Linked DNA regions of Bombyx mori: region 1 is linked to region 2. Evidence: chromatin contacts called from public Hi-C data. All regions are on one chromosome and are shown on one strand. The core of a region is the stretch at or near the end of the contact, and the rest is flanking DNA. Distances in the headings are between cores, read along the strand shown. Region 1 holds the start of Inv (invected homeodomain). Region 2 overlaps LOC101739762 (AP-3 complex subunit sigma-2).

Region 1 (6,347 bases), core at 3,365-5,864, 270 kb before region 2:
CATGAACCTTATCTAGGCATCAGGGTGCGAATTGAATAGTCACACACGGTTGCAAACTCAACAACGTTTGCTAAAACAAATTAGAATCGACGGAGCGTATCATTAACGACTAGGTAGTTGCAATCTTCATCAAACCGGCCGGACTTGTATACGAGCTGTAAGGATGAACACACTTTTTCTGTAGCGTTTTGAGCTTATCTCACATTGTTTAACGTGTTTTTAAAGTGCTTAATAATTATTTTTATAGCATACAGCGGGCGTGTCGCGGTTTCGCATGCATTCAATTTTCATTGCTTCATTGTGAACGAGCTGACAGTCCAGCCGATTTGAAGTGGTTACTGAGGCCCATAGACATTAACATTGAGTAATGCTGTGAATTTTATAATGGTGGTACCATATTTTAATTTTATTAGTAGCACTTACTTACCGTTTGTTGGATCTTTAAAACATCTTATAAAACAATACCCGATTTAACGGATAAGTGATGTCTTGACTTTAATAAATTCAATTATTTTAAATAGGTCGTTAACTAATTAAGATGATTGAAGAAGAGCATGTTCACGACTATCCTTGCAAGCTACATCGGTCTCAATTATATCTAATTAACTGACTAGAATATTGACCTACTGAGATTAAATGGATCTGTAACCGCGACAAGCTATGTATAATACTATATTTTTTTTAGTTGGTTTGAGAATGTTTTTAATCATACATCTGAATAAATAAGTAGATTGACAAAGAAAAAAAGAACAATTGCATAATTTTGGTTCGCGGTAAAATTCGATGCGGCTGATAATTTTTTTTAAGGGATTTTATGACCTGGTAACTAATACCTTTAAGTCATGTCTTATTTTAATTTATATCCTTATTTTTATGAAAAATGATAATATGGAGTGAAATGAAATGAAATGAAGATGATTAATTTGAGACATTAATCAACTGGGATGAAATTATATGAAATGAGATGATATGGAATGAAATATAATCTCACTAAAATGGTGGTCATTTACTGAAATTTTTTCAGTGCATTTTTTGGAGGATCTCGAGAAGTTACGTCCAGCGGCTTTATTTTATTTTCCCATATTTGTGGACTTTTACAGACATTAAAAAAACCACCGTTATTACACATTTAAACCTGAAGAAACACTAAATGGACAAAATAAAACAAATCGCACAACTTCACTCCTCGCGTTTCAGCCAAAAAGTCTTCGGCTGCTTATTACTGCGACCACAGATCACAGATCACAGACCACAGATGAGAAACACACAAACGGCAAAGGTATCTAAATTGTACAGCTTCTTACTTACAGTTTTACGTCAACAGAACATCAAGGCGAACAAAAGAAAACAGCGAAATACGTGAAAACATTTGATAATGAACGAGAGTGACTCGTAAAGAAAAAGTTTTTAATTAAATTCAGTAATACGAAGACGAAAGGAAAGTACAATCGTCATCTTTGTTTTACAACTTGAGAAAAAAAAAATAGAAAAAAAAAAGTGACGTTTCTTCCCCTTTCCCGCCATTAGCTGTCAGAGGCGCGTTCGAACGGTTTATTCCACTTGAGTGACATGCAAAGACTTGATAATTATTACCTTACTTTTTTTACAGAGTATTTAGATTAGTTATTTAAGGATTAAAATTGAATCGTATAAGTATTGGTATAGTTATTTGATGGCTGCTTGCTTGTAAAATGTTTGTATAAGGAATTTATATTTATTTTTGTATGTTTTTATTTTTTATTGCTTAGATGGGTGGACGAGCTCACAGCCCACCTGATGCTAAGTGATTACTGGAGCCCATAGACATCTACAAAGTAAATGCGCCACCCACCTACAGATATAAGTTCTAAGGTCTCAAGTATAGTTAGAACGGCTGTCCTACCGTATGTATGTATGTGGATACATTATACAAAGGGTATTTCGGTTTTCAGAGCTGAACCTATGAGTGCTCCTTGATGGAAACTCGGCGATTTACTAGACAACCCATAATTCTAATACCAGACAATCGTTCTTATGCAAAGTATATGTGAATCAACTATATAATAAAGTTATATCAAAATTCAAACTCGCGTAGTTGATTTATTTACAAATTTTTTATGTCTGAGGCATTACTGGTGGCCCGGAGGCCTTTCCAGTTTCACCAGGACAGGTGGGCGAGCAAAGGCTCAGCCAGGAGGGGAGGGATTTGCTGACAGCTGCCCGAGCGCCTCCAAAGGAGACCTAACGACTCAAGAGTAACTGCTTCGCGAATTACTGACTGTAGGGCGTCTTTTGAGATCGCACGGGTAGCTGCCTATTTCTGCCGTAAGACAGTAACGCTTTCCCGTTTTGAAGAGTAGGGGGACCAATTAACCACCGAGAACTTCTTTCAAGTTGGGTGGTGGCATTTATATAGTTGATATCTGTGGGTTCTCGTCACCATTTAAGACCGTGTATGTGTATTACTGGTGGTAGGACCTCTTGTGAGTCCGCACGGGTAGGTACCACCGCCCTATTTATATCTGCCGTGAAGCAGTAATAATGCGTTTCGGTTTGAAGGGTGGGGCAGCCTTTGTAACTAAACTGAGACCTTAGAACTTATTTCTCAAGGTGAGTGGCGGTATTTACGTTGTAAATTTCTATGGGCTCCAGTAACCACTAACACCAGGTGGGCTGTGAGTTCGTCCACACATCTAAGTAATAAAACAAAAGGAACCTAACATCGAATAACAAAAAAAAAACAGCTATTTACCTCTATAATTTTCAATAATACAACGATATGAAGACAGTCAAGTCATAGCCGACTATCCGCTTACCTTCAAGTAACTAGCAGCAAAGCAAGCGAAGCACAAGCAATGAAACTCTTAAAAAATGTTGACTAATTAAAAAAAGGAGCCCCTTCCGTTGAAACACCACCCCGATGTGAAAGAATTCGGGTTTTTTTTAAATTTTATTATCTTGAATTAATTCGTTTTAGGGTGGACTGTTTAAATAAAAATAAGCCATTGTGTTTCCTTTTTAAGTTGATGACAATGTGTTTACCTGTACATAATAATATGTTGTATGCATTTGAGGCATAGACCTCGAGTCTCAAGGCATCACGCTGTGATGTCTATGGACTCCGGCAGCCGATGAACATCAAGTGGTCCGTAAGTTAATCTAGGTAGTAATAAAACTGAGTATGAGTGACTTTGTCTGTCTGTCACTTGGATATGTCTTTCGTCATACAAGCTTTGATGCATTGTTAATGTCCACGGGCGATCACGTCCGTGTGCTGTTCCATCTTAGCAACAAATTATCTAATTTACAATCTACAACGAATTCTTATTGCATCTATTTTGAACAGCTAAGCGACCGATTTTTTCATGATAACTACTTTGCCTAGAAATTTCTGTCTAGATATTTCAAGAAGAATACAGAAAATAAACTATCAGCATCAATCTTGATTATCGGTTTCAGAATAGCAGATATCTAATACAATTTCGACATCTACTGGTGGTAGGACGTTTTGTGAGTCCGCGCGGGTAGGTATCACCACCCTACCTATTTCTGCCGTGAAGCAGTTATGCGTTTCGGTTTGAAGGTTGGGGCAGCCGTTGTAACTATACTGAGACCTTAAAACTTATATCTCAAGGTGGGTGGCGCATTTACGTTGTACATGTCTATGGGCTCCAGTAACCACTTAGCACCAGGTGGGCTCGTCCACACATCTAAGCAATAAATAAAAATCTAGCATGCCTCAAGATAAGCCAATTCTTAATTAATTCTATTCGGGTCGTTAGCCAATTTGTTCGCCACAACTTAAAATACAAAGTAAGCTTATCTATATATTAATACGTGAAGCAAAAACTTTGTATCCCTTTTTACGAAAACTGCGCGGACGGAGGAGTATGAAATTTTCCACACTTATAGAGAATATAGAGAAGAAGTGCACAATGCTAATATTTTTTTTAAATAATGCATAAAAGATACATTAAATCAATAAAGAAAACATTACACACACTACATGCCATGTATTTGACGCACACACGCATGCATACTATTTATTGTCAAACTTTTGTTCTTGACGTCTGTTGTCAAATTGAGAATAGATTAAATATTGTTTGTCTTTATTAATATTTTTTTATAGTGTAGTCTTGGCGAAATTTGTGATTATAGAAGTATAAAATACAATCATAATAGTGTACAAACTTACAATTCCAATTAATTATAGTCGAATTTCGACTACTGCGGGACTTCTAGTACATTTTAATACTCGTTTGAAAATCAAACGTATTGTGTAGATCTATTAAGGAAAACCTAAATTAATACATCTTAGAATTATCAAACAAAAAAAAAATACACACATATATGTTTCAATATATTCATAAAAAAAATATGTACAGACATCTCTCAATTAAGCTCGTCATGAACTCCGAAGACAGTTCCACAATCGTCATTAGGCATTCGACAAACACGAGAACATTACAATAACAACGAATGTAAAATCAAAGGTAGGGCCGCATAAATAGGATGAGGTGGAAAAAGGAAAAAAAAAACGCGTATTACGACCACGCTCCGCCCAATTGTGGGCAGGCGCGACCACGCCTGGTACAGTGGAGGGGCTCAGCCCGCAATTCGCCAGTCTGACTTCGAGATCACGCGCACAACATCCCTTTCAAACAAAACAATTGTTTAATAAAAACAATTAACGCATTCGATAGTCGATAAATTAGTTAATAGTTTTGTTTTTCGTCTAATCTAGGCGACCGTTTTTGTGATAAGCACGGTGTGTGTGTGTAAAGAATTGCATTGAAAAGTTCAAAGTGCTTTTTGTTGAGGATACGGTTGCACGATGAAGTTCAAATGATAAGGTAAATAATAGTAAGTGTTTCTATTGAACTTAATTACAACACGTTTTATGCATATTTTATTCTTAGAAGCGTGCCACAGTCGGATTTTTGTTCGCGCGAATCTTTCACGTAATGTTTCGTTACGGCTTTAAAAACAAACATATTACGATTTAAATCGACTTCCGGGATCACGGCGCGATACGAATTTACAATTTTTAATAATAAAAAAATATATTTTTGTAGCTACAAAAACATAAAAAAAACCATTTTAATTCAATAAAAAAAAAATCAAACGATAGTCATTTTGTTTTAAGAATGAATTTCGATTAAAACATATTTTAATGGTAATTTTGACGCAGGATCTATTTTTAGTGTGTTTCCAGTTTGTAATTTTAAAAATACTAGAGGTCCCGCAGTAGTCGAAATTCGACTATAATTAATTGGGATTGTAAGTTTGTACACTATTATGATTGTATTTTATACTTCTATAGTCACAAATAAAATATTAACAAAGACAAACAATATTTAATCTCAATTTGACAACAGACGTCAAGAACAAAAGTTTGACAATAAATAGTATGAATGAATGTGTGCGTCAAATACATAGTATGTAGTGTGTGTAATGTTTTCTTTATTGATTTAAAGTATCTTTTATGCATTATTTAAAAAAAATATTAGCATTGTGCACTTCTTCTCTATATTCTCTATAAGTGTGGAAAATTTCATACTCCACCGTCCGCGCAATTTTCGTAAAAAGGGATACAAAGTTTTTGCTTCACGTATTAATATATAGATTTAAGACGTCCAAATCATGTATGTAGGTTAATAACTAAAAATAAAAAAAGATACTAGCCTAAATAGCAAATCGAATTAACAATTAATTTCATCTGCTTTTTATCCTGTTAATTAACTGTCAGGATGTTAGAGCGAAGTTATAATATTATTGTATCGTCACAGGTCCTTGACGCGTGTACTAATTTTCAAATTAATTGGACCTCTTTGAGTTAATGGAAATGACTTTCAAAGACTCCTTTACATACAGATAAAATATACAAACATAGGCACCACGCTAATTGAAGCGTTTTGAAATTATCACCCTCATATAACATTAATGTAATAATAATTAATAATTAGCTCACCGAAATTCATTAATGTCAATTAAATTTAATCTTATTTAAAGATACAGCCATATTAGCAGTTTTTGACGGGTGTTGAATATTTTAATAATGATTTCTAAATAGATTTTGAGCTTATTATATCATAGACAGTTTACGCAATAAACATACAATAATATAATTGTAAATAGACATGCTTTAACAAAAACCGACTTCAAATAGAAAAAAAATGATATTCCAAAACAAATCACCTAATATACCTACACTAAAAACAATAATTATCGAAATCGGTTGGCGTGATATCGAGTTATTGAGTTATTCATCTATTTGTCGCGCACGTACTTAATGCAAATTTAAGACTTATACGGTTTTCTCATGGATACCATTATCAGAACTGGACCAAATTGAAATGGGACCACAC
Region 2 (7,128 bases), core at 101-2,600:
GAAACTTGGTATCCATGTAGAAAATACATGTATGGATAGACTAATATTTATATGAGTATTGGACTCCCTAATAATAATGACAATAAATAATAATGTTATTTTAAATGCCCAGCGAGTACGGCTAGTTAACTTGAAATAATAAACGAACAGAACCAGTAAGGAAGGCGATCAAGACAGTGCCGCACGTTGTCGGTCGAAATTTCGGTGCGGGAGGAAAGCAGATTGTCAGACGGGCGTGCCGTGTGCGGCTTTTAATAACAAGGAACTAGTGCAGCAATAATTTACAGACACAGCCCACTGAGTTTCTCGCCGCATATTCTCAGCGGGTCGCGTTTCCGATCCGTTAGTAGATTCCGCGAAGCACTACTCTTGCTAGGGTCAGTGTTAGCAACACTCCCGCTTAGAGTCCCGTGAGCTCACCTACACGTCAAGGAGAAGCTAAAATAGCCTCTCAAAGCTATCAGCATAGGTAGGAAATAACAAAAAAAGCGAACCTTGCGAAGTTTAAGCTGTGTCATTGCGTGTTTTTATATTTGGACGCGTGTTCGGCTGGTCAGTAGCGTTTATTGGCAGATGGCGACCACAGACTGACCCTTACAGCGTTCCTTAAGAGCCCTCCACAATATTCGGTTGCCTTTTAAAACTCATCTTTCTGTGCAAAAGATTTTCGTTGTTTTAGTTGTTTAGGTGGGTGGACAAGCTCGCAGCCCACCTGGTGTTAAGTGGCTACCGGAGCCCATAGACATCTACAACGTAAATTCCGCTACCCACCTTGAGGTATGAGTTCTAAAGTCTCAAGTTCAGTAAAACAGCTGCCCCGCCCTTCAAACCGAAACGCATTACTGCTTCACGGCAGAAATAAGCAGGGTGGTGGTACTTACCCGCGCGGTCTCACAAGAGGTCCTACCACCAGTAATTACGCTAATTATAATTTTGCGGGTTTTGATTTTTATTACACGATGTTATTCCTTCACCGTGGAAGTCAATCGTGAACATTTGTTAAGTACGTATTTCATTAGAAAAATTGGTACCCACCATCGTAGGGATCATCCACGTGAATGCGACTTTATAAACGTAACTTTCTAGAATCATAAATATATAAGTTAACTTAAACTTATAATGTTTACTTAAACATACCCTCTCAGTCGTGTGTGCTGACCACACGAGTGCACTGTAATTTTCGACAATTTACAGGTAGTTTAGCTCTTTGAATGCGAACCGTCGATATATCGTCTCTCTGTTAATGCGTTTAAAATGCCGAGCGTCTGAATATAGACTATTGTGCGGTTTGATTTATATTAGGTATCGACCTGTACAGATGATGTGTGTATGTAAATAATGTAGGTAATTCAATTAGCCACGAATAGCTTATCGATTTAATCACTTCATATAGGTAATATAAATAGGCGATGCTTGTACCTACTTGTAATTTATCAGTTGATTTTAATAGTGCCACATTGTGTCCAACGCTTGTGTAATTATGAATCATTTTTCAGACATTCTTTCATGTAGATATTTTAGAAAAAAGATGTTTTTATGTGAGAGTGTGTGAGAACATAATAATATGAGAATTAGTACAGAAGTATTTTTGTCTTTCTCAATATATGTATAGATATTTTAAATTTAATTGCCTATTTTTGTAACAGAATATGCGAGAATATTTTCGGATTTTGCGATTTTACGGCTTAATCGAAGAAGACTAATGACTATGAAATCGTCAAACATTGGAAGCAGCGAAATAAGAAATGCTTTATAAAATATAGATATTCATTCGAGGAATTAATGTAATCACTAAATTTAACCGCAAAATTCAACATATTAATTGAGATTGGTAACAATGCTCAATTTTGTGAAGAACGACTTGAATATCGGCATCTGTTTTGTTCAACCAAAATATTTTAAATAGTGCCACCTAGTGCTGAGTAGCAAAACTAGTTCAAGTTTTAGATATTATCAAATTTGTTTTATAGATGGCGCTAAATCAAAGCACCACATTTCCAATTATTAAAACGTTGAGTTCACTTAATTCGCTCTATCGCTACAAGATGGCATGCTAATCAAAAAATATCCTACTTTTTAGGAAAAATAATGTCTTCGAAATTTCTACTTGTCGATTAACTGTTTTTTTTTTTTTTTTCTTTCTATGTTTTCTGGGAGATCGCAATTTGATACGTTTCTGTCCAGGTTACATATCCCCGTGATTAGCTGATATCACGTCTCTTCCAATGTCAAAGTCCACAGAAATATTTCGCAAGTTGATGGCGATGCGATATGAGTAGGGTTAATTTGTTAAAATTAAGCATGTAGTTACCGAAATATCATAAATTTGTTTTTTTAATACGCAAACTATGCCATAGGCCTAAACTGGATTAATGATGCTTTTAGGTACCTCAAGCACCGGTCAGTCTTTGCCGAACCCGTCGCTTGCGACGAAGGGCTCGGCGAGTAAAAAAAAAAGGATCTTCTCAGCGGGTCGCGATTCCGATCGGTAGTTGATTCAGCAAAGCACTGCTCTTGCTAAGGCCAGTGTTAGAAGCACCTCCGGTTTAAACCCCGAGAGCTCACCTACACGCTAGGGCAATAGCCTCTCAATGCTATCAGGCATAGGTAGGGAAAAAAATAGGCCTAAATAATGCAATAATATTTGTTGCCCGTTAAAAGTAATAGCTTTTTATCGCCTTATATTAACTACTAAGGCGACAAATTAGTTTCCATTTCACTAAAGCGCAGAACCAGGAATATCACAAAAATCTCAAATCAATTACAGTTGAAAATAAAACAAACTTTATTGGTCATGGAATAACATAAAATATATTTATTAAACTTATATACACAGTAAATCTTTTTTTTTTTTAATCAACGATTTTAAACGCCATTTACCCGACGCCACATAATTCTTGTCATCTGACTAGAAGAAGAACATTAAAAACACGTTTCGGCGGGAACAGGCGCCATTTTTCACTATTAACCAATAATCGCGCTAATATTTTACGAATAAAATGACGTCAGATCCAATTTATTCAAAAAGTATTTTTATTCCGAATCTAGTTTAGTATTATCAGCCAAGTATAATCTGTATGTTAATACGTGAAGTAAAAAAATTGTGGACTTCTTGGCGGGAACGCGAGGAGTGAAGTTGTGTGATTTGTTTTATTTTGTCTATTTAGTGTTTCTTCGGGTTTAAATGTGTAATAATGGTGGTTTATTAACTGTTTAATATCTATGAAAGTGCACAAATGTTGGAAAATGAAACAAAGCCGCTGGACGTAACTTCTCGAGATCCTCCAAAAAGTCACTGTAAAAATCTTAGTAAATAACCACCATTTTACTGAGATTATATTTTAAAGCATATCATCTCATTTCATTTAATTTCATCCCAGTTGATTAATGTCTCAAATTAACCATCTTCATTTCATTTCACTCCATATCATTTTTCATAAAAATATGAATATAAATTAAAATAAGACATGACTTAAAGGTCTTAGTAATGTTCAAACTTAATATTGATTATGGTCGAATTTCGATCATTATTTTTCATTAAAGTTTAAAATATTGAATTTATTATTAAAGAACTATCTAATGTCAAAATTAAAACATTCGCGGATTTTTTTTCATGTCCGCATTGAATCTGACTTGAGAATTTCGCGGCTGAAATATCGTTCAATGGTTCGACAAAATCGAATTTAAATTATAGATACCTATGCAGTTAAAGATAAGGTTTGAGTTTTCTTAATAACGATCGTAATAATATTTTGGAATGTTTTTTTTATGTACGTATATGTATATTATGTATAATTATATATTTCACTGGATTGGTACACCGCGCGTAGTTCGTTTCCAAATGACTCTTGTTCACCTGATGGTTGTCTGGAAGAGATCGCTCTTAGCGATAAGACCGCCAATTGTACTTTTTTTGGTATTTAATGTATCGCACTGTTTATTTGTTTTTTGGTGTATAATAAGGAATACTCTCTCTCTCTCTCCGTCCTACGGTTATCTTCCCACTTAGGTTGGCCACAAATGACGTCACATTAAAAGAAATTGCGCTGTCGATTAACTAAAATGCGTGAGAATTACGGTAAAAATAGTCCTGTTCCCTACTAATTTTACTTCTAACGACGAGACATCAATAAAAATCAATCAATCACTCAGTTATTGGAATTTGTTGGGAGAAACGCAGAGTATTAGAGAATCTAATAGCAATACACACATACGCATACCTGCGCGTTAACTTGTATAGGTACTTGCTTCATCTATAATTGAGTCGACTATTATCAAAGCCGGCAATGTGACTTTTGGACAATTATTGGTAAATCAGAAAAACGAATTATTGACTTTGTATTCCATTGGCAGTCACAAAACTCTTCTGAACAACATCTTAGATAAATAACAGGTTAACTATTTAATGCAGGTTTTGAACCGTATTCTTTGAAGGAGGCGATTATATTCAAATCAATCTGTATTGACATATCAATAACATTTTTTTTGTCCAAATGCACAGATTGCCACCTTTGATAATAGACGACTCATATCTAGAAGATTGCACAAAGTGGGAATGAGTTGCTCGCTCCGGGCATTTCAATATTGTAATAATTGTTATGTTATTATACTCATGTAAAAATGAATATTTAAAAAAATCTATAATCAATAAAAAAAATCTAATATTTAAAAAAAAAAAAGACATGCCCGCTGAGTTTCTTGCCAGTTCTTCTCAAGATGGAGGTTAGTTCTTGTAAATTGGCGGTAGTTCTTTTGACGTTCAACAAGTATGGACTTTCATTTATGTTGAATAAATTTTTTTTGATTTGATTTAATATATATACTAATATCTACGGTGGTTTTTACGGATGTTCCGTTATAACTACTGAACCATGCATCCGATTGACTTGAAACTTGGTATCCATGCAGAAAATACATGTACTTAATGGATAGGCTGATATTTATATGAGCGCTGGACTCCCTACACCAGTTGGGGGGGCGTTAATGATGAGAATCTTTGTGGGGGGTGAGAAATAATAATGTTAATTTTAAATGCCCAGCGAAGCGGACGGGTACAGCTAGTTCATTGATAATTTTATAGTGCAATCTCATTTTTAATTAAGTTAAAATAGATGATTTTTTTTTGATAACGCCATCTTGTTGTGTCTTTAAAGGGGTTAGTTGCCCTCAATTAAGGAAAATAGTATTATTATTCGCCAATAGATGTCGGGAAGAGTCATAAAGTTGATTATTGAAAACACGAATAAAACAACATTTTCTGAAAATAAATCGTAGCTAGATCGATTTATCGTCCCGGAAATCCCCTGTATACTAAATTTTATGAAAATCGTTGGAGCCGTTTCCGAGATTCAGATTATATATATAAATATATTAATATACAAGAATTGCTCGTTTAAAGGTATAAGATAAGATAAATACCTTTCTATAGTTTAAACAGTATTGACATTTTCTTATGTCATCAGAATTCAATGGTACTGATAAATTATGCTATTTCACATTGAAGACGAGAATTGCACGGTGAATATTTTAAATACTCATGAGTGCTCATTATCAAAAAATTTCCTGAGTGACTCATTGAGTGATGCCTCGCTAGACTCAACGTCGCTTCTTCTTTTTGCCCTTCTTCTTGGTGAAGTCAACGTTGCTGCCGCTTAGGTCCTGGTACCCCTCCGTGCTCCTACCCTCGTACTCTGGGAAGGTGACGCCGTCGGTCTGCTGGTAGTTCTCGGAGAACGACTCTGAGAACCTGGTGCTCAGACTCTCCGAGCCGAAGAACTTGTTGGCAAACGTCTCCGTTGGCTTGTGGATGTTCTGGTACTTGTCGTTTTGTGGGTAGATCGAATTGATTATGTTCGTGGCTATGGTAGCGGGCGTGGCGTTGTAAGCGCCTTGTTGTGTAGGTCAGAATTTCAGATCCTGAAGAAAAAAAAAGAATTATGACCATGATAGAAAATTCAACTAAAAAATAGAAATTTTAATAAATATGAATTAAAAATAGTGTTTGAAAAAATTGTAAATTTAATTGTAAAAAAAAGCGTGGGTTGATTTTCAGAATATTATCAAAATAACCCTTCTACTCATATCTGTTCATAAAATATTTATAACTACTGATGCCATACACGCCACGCTTTTCTTTTACAATAAATTCATTTTTTCTTACACTATTTTTAATTCAAATTTATTAAAATTTATTTTCTTGTTTTTAGTTGGATTTTGTATAAAAGCGTTTTTCTTAGTTTTACTATTATTTATTTTTCATTTTTTAGTTGAATTTCAATTTTTTTTTTTTATATTGAATTGTCATCGCCTCTTTATAAGTATACCAAATTTCGAGTTAATGCGACGTTTTGAAGGGGGTCAAAATCATGTTCAAAGATTCCGTTACATACATAATATATACGTCTGAAGCTAATGAAAGCGTATTAAAAAGAAATCGTAGACATATAATTCAATAATTACCATTTTATTAATGAAGCAATTTCTGAATGTATAACTGGCCTTGCATAATAATGAATACACATGCAATTTTTTTTTCCTTGCTTACATGAGTGGGCGAGCATATAAGCTACATAAATAAATAAAAATTGCATTCAATTTTGCGAGTTTCGATTTTTATTACGCACGATGTTATTTCCTTCACCATGGAAGTCGACTCACCTTGATGGCCTGCGGGAGATCGGGCAGCTTCATGTCCCGGAGTTGCTGCGGTAGGTTCATGCTCTTGACTGCAGAGACAGCTCTGGCCGGGGCAGCTGATATGCCGGCCTGGAAGTAACATTACATCATACGCATTACCACCAGACCATAGGATCCATGGAGCCTAATTCTTAAAAAAATTAAAGAAATTATTGACTGTAAAATAAACATAAGGAAAATGTTCTGGGAATCTCTCGAGAAAGATTCCTAATTTTTATATGTAATGTCAATAAAAACCATGCGGTATCAAACACATCAACAAAAATATGGATTATATTCTTTTAAGAGCTCTTGGCATTTATAGGATCTGAAACTATTCTAGTTTGCACTTTTTATTATATTCACTTATGAATGTATCGGAGACTTTTAATTTAATTTTCACCCTTTTCTAATTATGGTATGAGTAGTTTAATTAAGCCCTAAGATGGGCTC

What was found. Hi-C and Micro-C count contacts between places; a contact is called where the count stands out from the background.
Region 1: a contact with region 2 is called in a Hi-C map of posterior silk gland, with 5 times the contacts expected there. The contact joins the promoter of Inv here to the enhancer-like site in region 2. A contact is called at or near these places in 5 of 7 Hi-C or Micro-C datasets (middle silk gland, midgut, posterior silk gland and 1 more).

What each region holds. Positions count from the first base shown.
Region 1 is chr2:6,821,532-6,827,878 of ASM3026992v2, reverse strand. It overlaps Inv (invected homeodomain), which reads left to right and starts at 4,614. Exons shown (of 8, transcript NM_001043989.1): 1 at 4,614-4,842.
Region 2 is chr2:6,545,888-6,553,015 of ASM3026992v2, reverse strand. It overlaps LOC101739762 (AP-3 complex subunit sigma-2), which reads right to left. Exons shown (of 6, transcript XM_004933261.5): 5 at 6,658-6,765; 6 at 2,785-5,916. The coding sequence ends at 5,902. Among protein-coding and RNA genes, the nearest start is that of LOC101739762, 6.6 kb to the right of the region's middle. Within about 2 kb of position 1,350, at least 6 of the 8 cell types and tissues checked have open chromatin away from gene starts, as enhancers often do.